Regions from separate parts of the Zea mays genome. Here region 1 is linked to region 2. Evidence: chromatin contacts called from public Hi-C data. All regions are on one chromosome and are shown on one strand. Each heading gives the region's core, a stretch centred on a gene start, on an enhancer-like site or on the middle of the called end of the contact. The rest is flanking DNA. Distances are from core to core; before and after follow the strand shown.

What was found. Hi-C and Micro-C count contacts between places; a contact is called where the count stands out from the background.
Region 1: a Hi-C map of tassel shows a contact between it and region 2, with 2.6 times the contacts expected there. The contact joins the promoter of LOC103650664 here to the enhancer-like site in region 2. A contact is called at or near these places in 3 of 25 Hi-C or Micro-C datasets (bundle sheath, endosperm and tassel).

The regions. Positions count from the first base shown.
Region 1 is chr3:144,006,720-144,009,761 of Zm-B73-REFERENCE-NAM-5.0, reverse strand. It overlaps LOC103650664 (WD repeat-containing protein 48), which reads right to left and starts at 1,431. Exons shown (of 19, transcript XR_004857203.1): 1 at 974-1,431; 2 at 198-330; 3 at 1-45.
Region 2 is chr3:143,583,589-143,586,548 of Zm-B73-REFERENCE-NAM-5.0, reverse strand. No RefSeq gene overlaps it. Among protein-coding and RNA genes, the nearest start is that of LOC100382273, 20 kb to the right of the region's middle. Within about 2 kb of position 1,333, at least 19 of the 20 cell types and tissues checked have an H3K27ac peak or open chromatin away from gene starts, as enhancers often do. A contact at or near this core is called in bundle sheath and tassel, where this site is marked.

The sequences.
Region 1 (3,042 bases), core at 182-2,681, 420 kb before region 2:
TGTAGAACCATTTAGATAAGCCATGCAATTGATTCCTGCACAATGCTGAAAAACAAACAGAAATAAATGCATTAGCAAGACCGTTGAGTGAAATATGGATTGTTTCAAATGCATATAGAAGACCTAGGAACAGCTGGATTTAAAGGGAAAACACAGAAAGAGCTAACAACGGTCGCTTATTTTAATATATAACATACCTTTTTATCATCAGCATCATTGAGCACATATGTGAAGCGCTTCTCCTTTCTCGGTCGAGTCGAGCCAGCCGTGTTACCAGCACTTCCAACACGATGCATGGAAGAAACTTATCTAAATTCGAAGCAGCTAAACCTACAAAGTAATGATAAATATTTCATAAGGGCACTAAGATCACAAAATAGCTAGTATGGTTTCAGCAAGTATCTAATAGGAAAATTTGTGTATAGATACAGAAGGTCCAACATGTAGTAGTGTTATGCTGCAAAATCATGTGACCACCCTTCATGTGACACGCATGACTGCCCTTCGTGTGAAACGCGGCAACTGAGAAATCAAAATAACGGAAGGTAGACACTATGCCCCCCATATATTAATAAGAACACTCAATGCCAAAAACAACATTTCCTAAAATTTATCAGCAGAGAAAAATCACACGTGTATCCAAACAAACCAGTTAAACTACGGAATCGGGGGTATCAGTTCAATGAGCAGTTCAACGCAAAAGGCACATCAGTCTAAGTCTGTGTCTACAACACTGGCATCCCAATTAGAGAATCAGGTCAACATTCTACAACCGCTGCAACACTGGCTCACACGTGCGCCCAAGTAGGAAGCCGAGCACCATCCAAATAAAACTCGGCACCAATCAAGCCATTAATCGGTAACAGCGGTGATTCAAAACAGTGGAGATGGTTCGATCAGTTGTTTAAGGCTTTAAGCTGAACTAAGCAGCGTGACCACGGTACCCAGTCCACAGAAAGCAACCGATCGTCACCTGGGATCGAGCGACGTATGGAGATCGGCAGCGTGCCGGCGTCAGTACGCGGCCGCGGCCAGCGCGGGGGCGGGGAGCGCAGATCTAGGGTTTAAGGCGACGCGGCGTGGCCGAGGGTCCCGGAGGAGGGCACCGGAAGAGCGGAGCGTGCGGCGGCGAAGCGAGCGGCCTCCGCGACGCGATGGAAGCAGATGGGCGGCTGCAACAGCGGCGGCGGTAGTTGGCCGCGGCGAGTGGCTGACGCGACGGGACAGGGGAGGACGGGGTGGAGGAACCAAGGAAGGCAGGTTGTGTCGTGTAGTTGGCTATGACTGGGTGGGCCGGGCCGGGCCGGGCCCGGGGAAGCTTGAGTGACGTCACTTCGTGGTCTGGATGAACTTGAGCTCGTCTCGGCCGAGCTGGATGGGTTGGGTGTGCACGGGCCGGGACTCTGGTCAAGCAGAGGCTTGTTTGGTTGGAGCTCTTCCAAACATAACATTTTAGCCGCTACATACTCAGAATCGATGGCATGTAATGATGTCTGGCTCAGGCAACTATACCACTCTCACAACCAAATAAGCCCCAAATCATGAACTTCGGTGTCAGCTTGCTTCTGCTCCAACTGGACAATACCGAAACGGAGAGCGAGGTAGGGATGGCAACGGAGCTCTTTGTCAACGGAACGGAAAAATCACAGGAATTCTATGAACATTTGTGAGGGACGTTTCTTCTTCATTCTTGTTTTCTTTCTTCTTCATTCTTGTTTTTCTATTGGCGTGTTTGGTTGTCGAGCCGTTCAGGCTCACCAAATGTGTTGGCAGCATACGTGCTTGTGATTGGTTACCGGTATGCATCGATGCAAGCTCGCACACGCACATGTAACCCAGTTACTTTTCTCAACTTTAGGGATTCCATGCAGCCCAGTTACTTTTCTAACTTTAGGGGATTTTTGGAACGTATATTTCAAAAAACTATAGGAATAGAAAAGACACATGTATAAGATTGGAATGCATATGCAGAATAGATGAATGAAAAAACAAAGAAAGCTTGTAGGAATAGGTGTTTGGCTGAACTGCAGAAGAAACACAGGAAACCAAAACATGAGGTATGAGTGGATTTTTTTCCAATGGTTTTCCTATCAAATTAAACACAAAGGAAAGTTTCTTCTGAGGCCATTATCATCTCTAAGGGTTGTTTGGTGACTAGAGAAGTAAAAGGATCCATGAGAAGAATTCTTTTGCTATTCAATTAAATAATAAGGGGATTCCTCCATTTATCTGGTCACGAAATCAGCCCTAAAGCGGAGCTATATTAATCACTAATCAGGGATGAAAAAACAAACGAACAATTATATAATCCCTTTTTTGAAAAGAAAATGTGTATGCAACTTTTCGCTTTTTTCAAAAGTTATAATGTTTATATGCATAAGTTCTGTGTATAGCATTTTGTCATTTTGTGTAACAAAACATGTCATCACAACTTTTTAGAAAACTGTAATTTATACTCGTAACATTATGAAAGCATATAATTTGTGCTAACATTACGATCCTGGGGAGGGAAGGAGTCGACAACTATAGCAACGTGAGTGTGGGGAGGAGAAGGGGGCAGCGGTGTCGCTTGGAGGCTGGGGTCGTCAGGTCACAGAGGGAGTCATGGAGGATGAGAGATGATCTAAGGTTATGTTTGGATCCAAGTTTTTTTAATTGGTTTCTAGAAACCGACTTTTAGAAGGAAAAAAGATTATGATAAGGTATTTGGATCCACCTAGATTCTTATAAACTAGTTTTACCTGGAGAGACCAACTTCTTGTTTTCTAAGAAACTAATTTTTTGAAACTGAATAAAAAACTGATATGTTTGGAGACTTTTCTGGTTTTTTTTAAAAAAATCGGTTTCTAAGAAACTAGGTGGATCCAAACAAGGCCTAAATAATATTATTCATTAGTTTTGAGAAAGTAAAAGAGATGAGTTATCCAACGATCTAAACTATTGATTTTTGCGGTGTTAAGTTTAACCGCAATTTGTTTGATGGATTTAGTGCAGGTTACAGATGTGTGAGTAATTTGGTTGGATGAGTTTTGCAAAGTTTAA
Region 2 (2,960 bases), core at 84-2,583:
ATCACACAAAACAACAGAACAGAATGCATGATAATATTCTACGCGTCGTAATGAGATCGTAGGAACAAGAATCACTAAATTCCGAATTACGATTACCGAGTTATGATTTTCTGAAGTTATTAAGTGTTTTTATAGAATAAATTAAGTAGATAATTTTAATCTATGTTTTATGGCTAAACATAATTGATGTCACTAGAATGGATAAAAAAAGATTTAAAATGAATTTTCTATGAATTAAATGAGTTCTGGAATTATTTTTACTCTAGAAATCCATTTTCTAGATTCTTTTTCCTGTTTTCACATATCCCTGGAGTGCACACCGAATTTCCAGAGAACATGGGGTCTAAACCGTAAATACCAGGGACCCGATTTAAATCCTTTTCTACTGCTTCTGGACGGCGGGTTGATATAGATAAAGGATAGGGGCTCTTTTATAAGACCGCAGAGGCCGAAGGGTAGTGTTTATTCTCAGCCGCCCGATCCCCATTGGACGACTCAGATTAGTTTAAGACTACCTAAACCGGTACGCTATGGTAGCTCTTCGATTCGCGATTGACGGCACGGATTTAAAACGCTCCAGACCGCCCCAGATGCGTCCGATTGAGATCCAACGGCGTGGCTTCATCCGGCGAAGGGGTATGCCCGATCTAATTTATGTCGTTCATCTTCCGATCAATGGCTACGGCGTGCCCATCCAATCTTTTAATCATAGTCGTTAAGTGATGGATGGACGGCCCACGCACTCTCTTCCTCACTCGAACCCGACAGCGGCGATGCCTACTCCATCTACGGCGGCGCCATCGCCGTAGGGCTACGATCCCGCAACCCGCGCATCGAACTTTGATTCCGATGGTGCTACGCGTAGCAGGGATTGACGTGAGTCTATGGGCAGGTTCTTACCAGAGTTGGCGACGCGCAGAACCCTACCCACGGCGGCACAGGCACTCGCGGCGGCGGTGGAAAGGCGTCGAGAAATTGGTGGCGCGTTGTTGGATTACATCGCCAGGAGATGCCACGGATAGCTTCAGTAGCCGCTCGCGGTCACCCCAGGCGCTTTACTACGGCCCTGCCACCACCGTGGTATGGATCTATCCGGCGGCGGCGGAAACCTCTCTCTCCCTCTCGTTGTACTCCCCTTCCTCTTGCTACATCGAGGTTCCTTTGTGGCGGCGCAGGAGGGTTGAGAAGGAGGCGAGGTCTGATAGGGTTTTATACTCCGGTTGGGTTCGGTCAGCGGCCGTTTTACGGAGCTCGAGCAGGTCCGCCCATGCCACACTCCATCCGGGAGGTAGTTGACGATCCTGCACGGTCGGGCCCACCGGTCGGCGTAACGGGTGCACGACGCGGACTGGGCGACGAGCGAGTGTCTGACAAGCCGGACCCGCATGGCAGTAATCTAAAGAGCAAACGCGCGCCTCCGCGGAAACTGACCCACGGGCCCCTTCGCTCAGTGACCCGCGCGCACCAGAGTCGGCTGGGCCGCGGGCGGTGAACAAGTGGGCCGAGCCAACTGAAATCGGCCCAGGCGCACTGTTTTTCTTTCTTTTCTCTTTTACATTTTCTGTTTTCTTTCCTCTTTATTTTTAAACCCCAAATTTGGATTCAAATATTTGTTGTGAACTTGTACTTTGGATTAATCCTTCAATTTCAATATGCCAGCGTAAAATAATATCTTTATTTATATATTTTTATTTACTTTGCATGTAGTCTCCCTTTTCTATTCCCTCTCCAAATTCTAAGTTTCAAATTAGATCAAAACCTCCTTTTCATTATTAATGTGTTTTTATTATGATTATTTTTATCATTAATGAACAAGCAATTGAACTCCAACATGATGCACCATTCTTTTATTTATTATATTTATTGGTAGTCAAGGTTAATCACATGATTTGAAATATGCAAAAATGAGAATAACAACACAAATGGTCAAATGAACCTTTTATATTTCTCATTTCTTGTACATTCTATTACTCTCACTATTTGGATATTACACCAAAACAAAGTGCTATAAATATAGAGTAGGGGTGTGTAACTTATCTAAACATTTAAACCTTGTGTTTATGTTGGTTTGCTCAGAGTTGCACATTTGGGCCTCCAAATCAACTCATCTTGACTTGTTGTCTTCAATTTACTTTCTCTAAACCTGTGCTCATGCTCATATCAAGAGAGTTAGTTCAAAGCGGTGTGTTGAGTATTTAATCACCAAAACAACTAGAAATCGCCCAAGGGTGCATTTACCTTTCACAACTATTCACCCCCTAGGTGACTATCAATTGTAATGTCTTGTTCGTGCGTGGAACCACGAGAATTAAATGAATATTGATTAAAGACCTGCATGATTTTGTTGTATTATATGCTTCAATTTTTATTCGACATGATCTCATGTACTTCTTTGGATCTTGAGATAACTGAGTACATACTTGAAGTACACTTATTAGAATCTTTATTTGTTTTGTCATTTGATTACCAAACCCCTCAAAATCTTGATTGCACTTACTGAAATGGAAATGGACTCAACATTTCCTATAATCGATTTTGGTGTTTGACGACCATCACAAACCTTATGGACTAACTAGTTTGCCTAGTTAATATTTTTCTCAGGTGCATAAAGTTCACATACACATATAACGAAAATAGCCTTGGGGCAATTATACAAGACTAGAGCAAAACAGACTTGCTGCAGCAAGTGGCGCACCGGACAGTGTCTGGTGCCCTGGCTGGAGCACTCCGCAAACTGGTCGCTCTCGGGAATTCTCGGCGCTCGTCTGCTAAAAATCACTAGACAGTCCGGTGTGCCACCGGACTGTCCGGTGAGCCCTGTGAGCAACGATCGACTACGGGACTGTGCCCGCAGTTTGCAGCGCCAGATGTCAGAAGACAATCTGCGACGACAGATCGCACCAAACTGTTCGGTGTGCCACCGGACTTTCCAGTGCACCACAATGACAAAAGACTTCAAT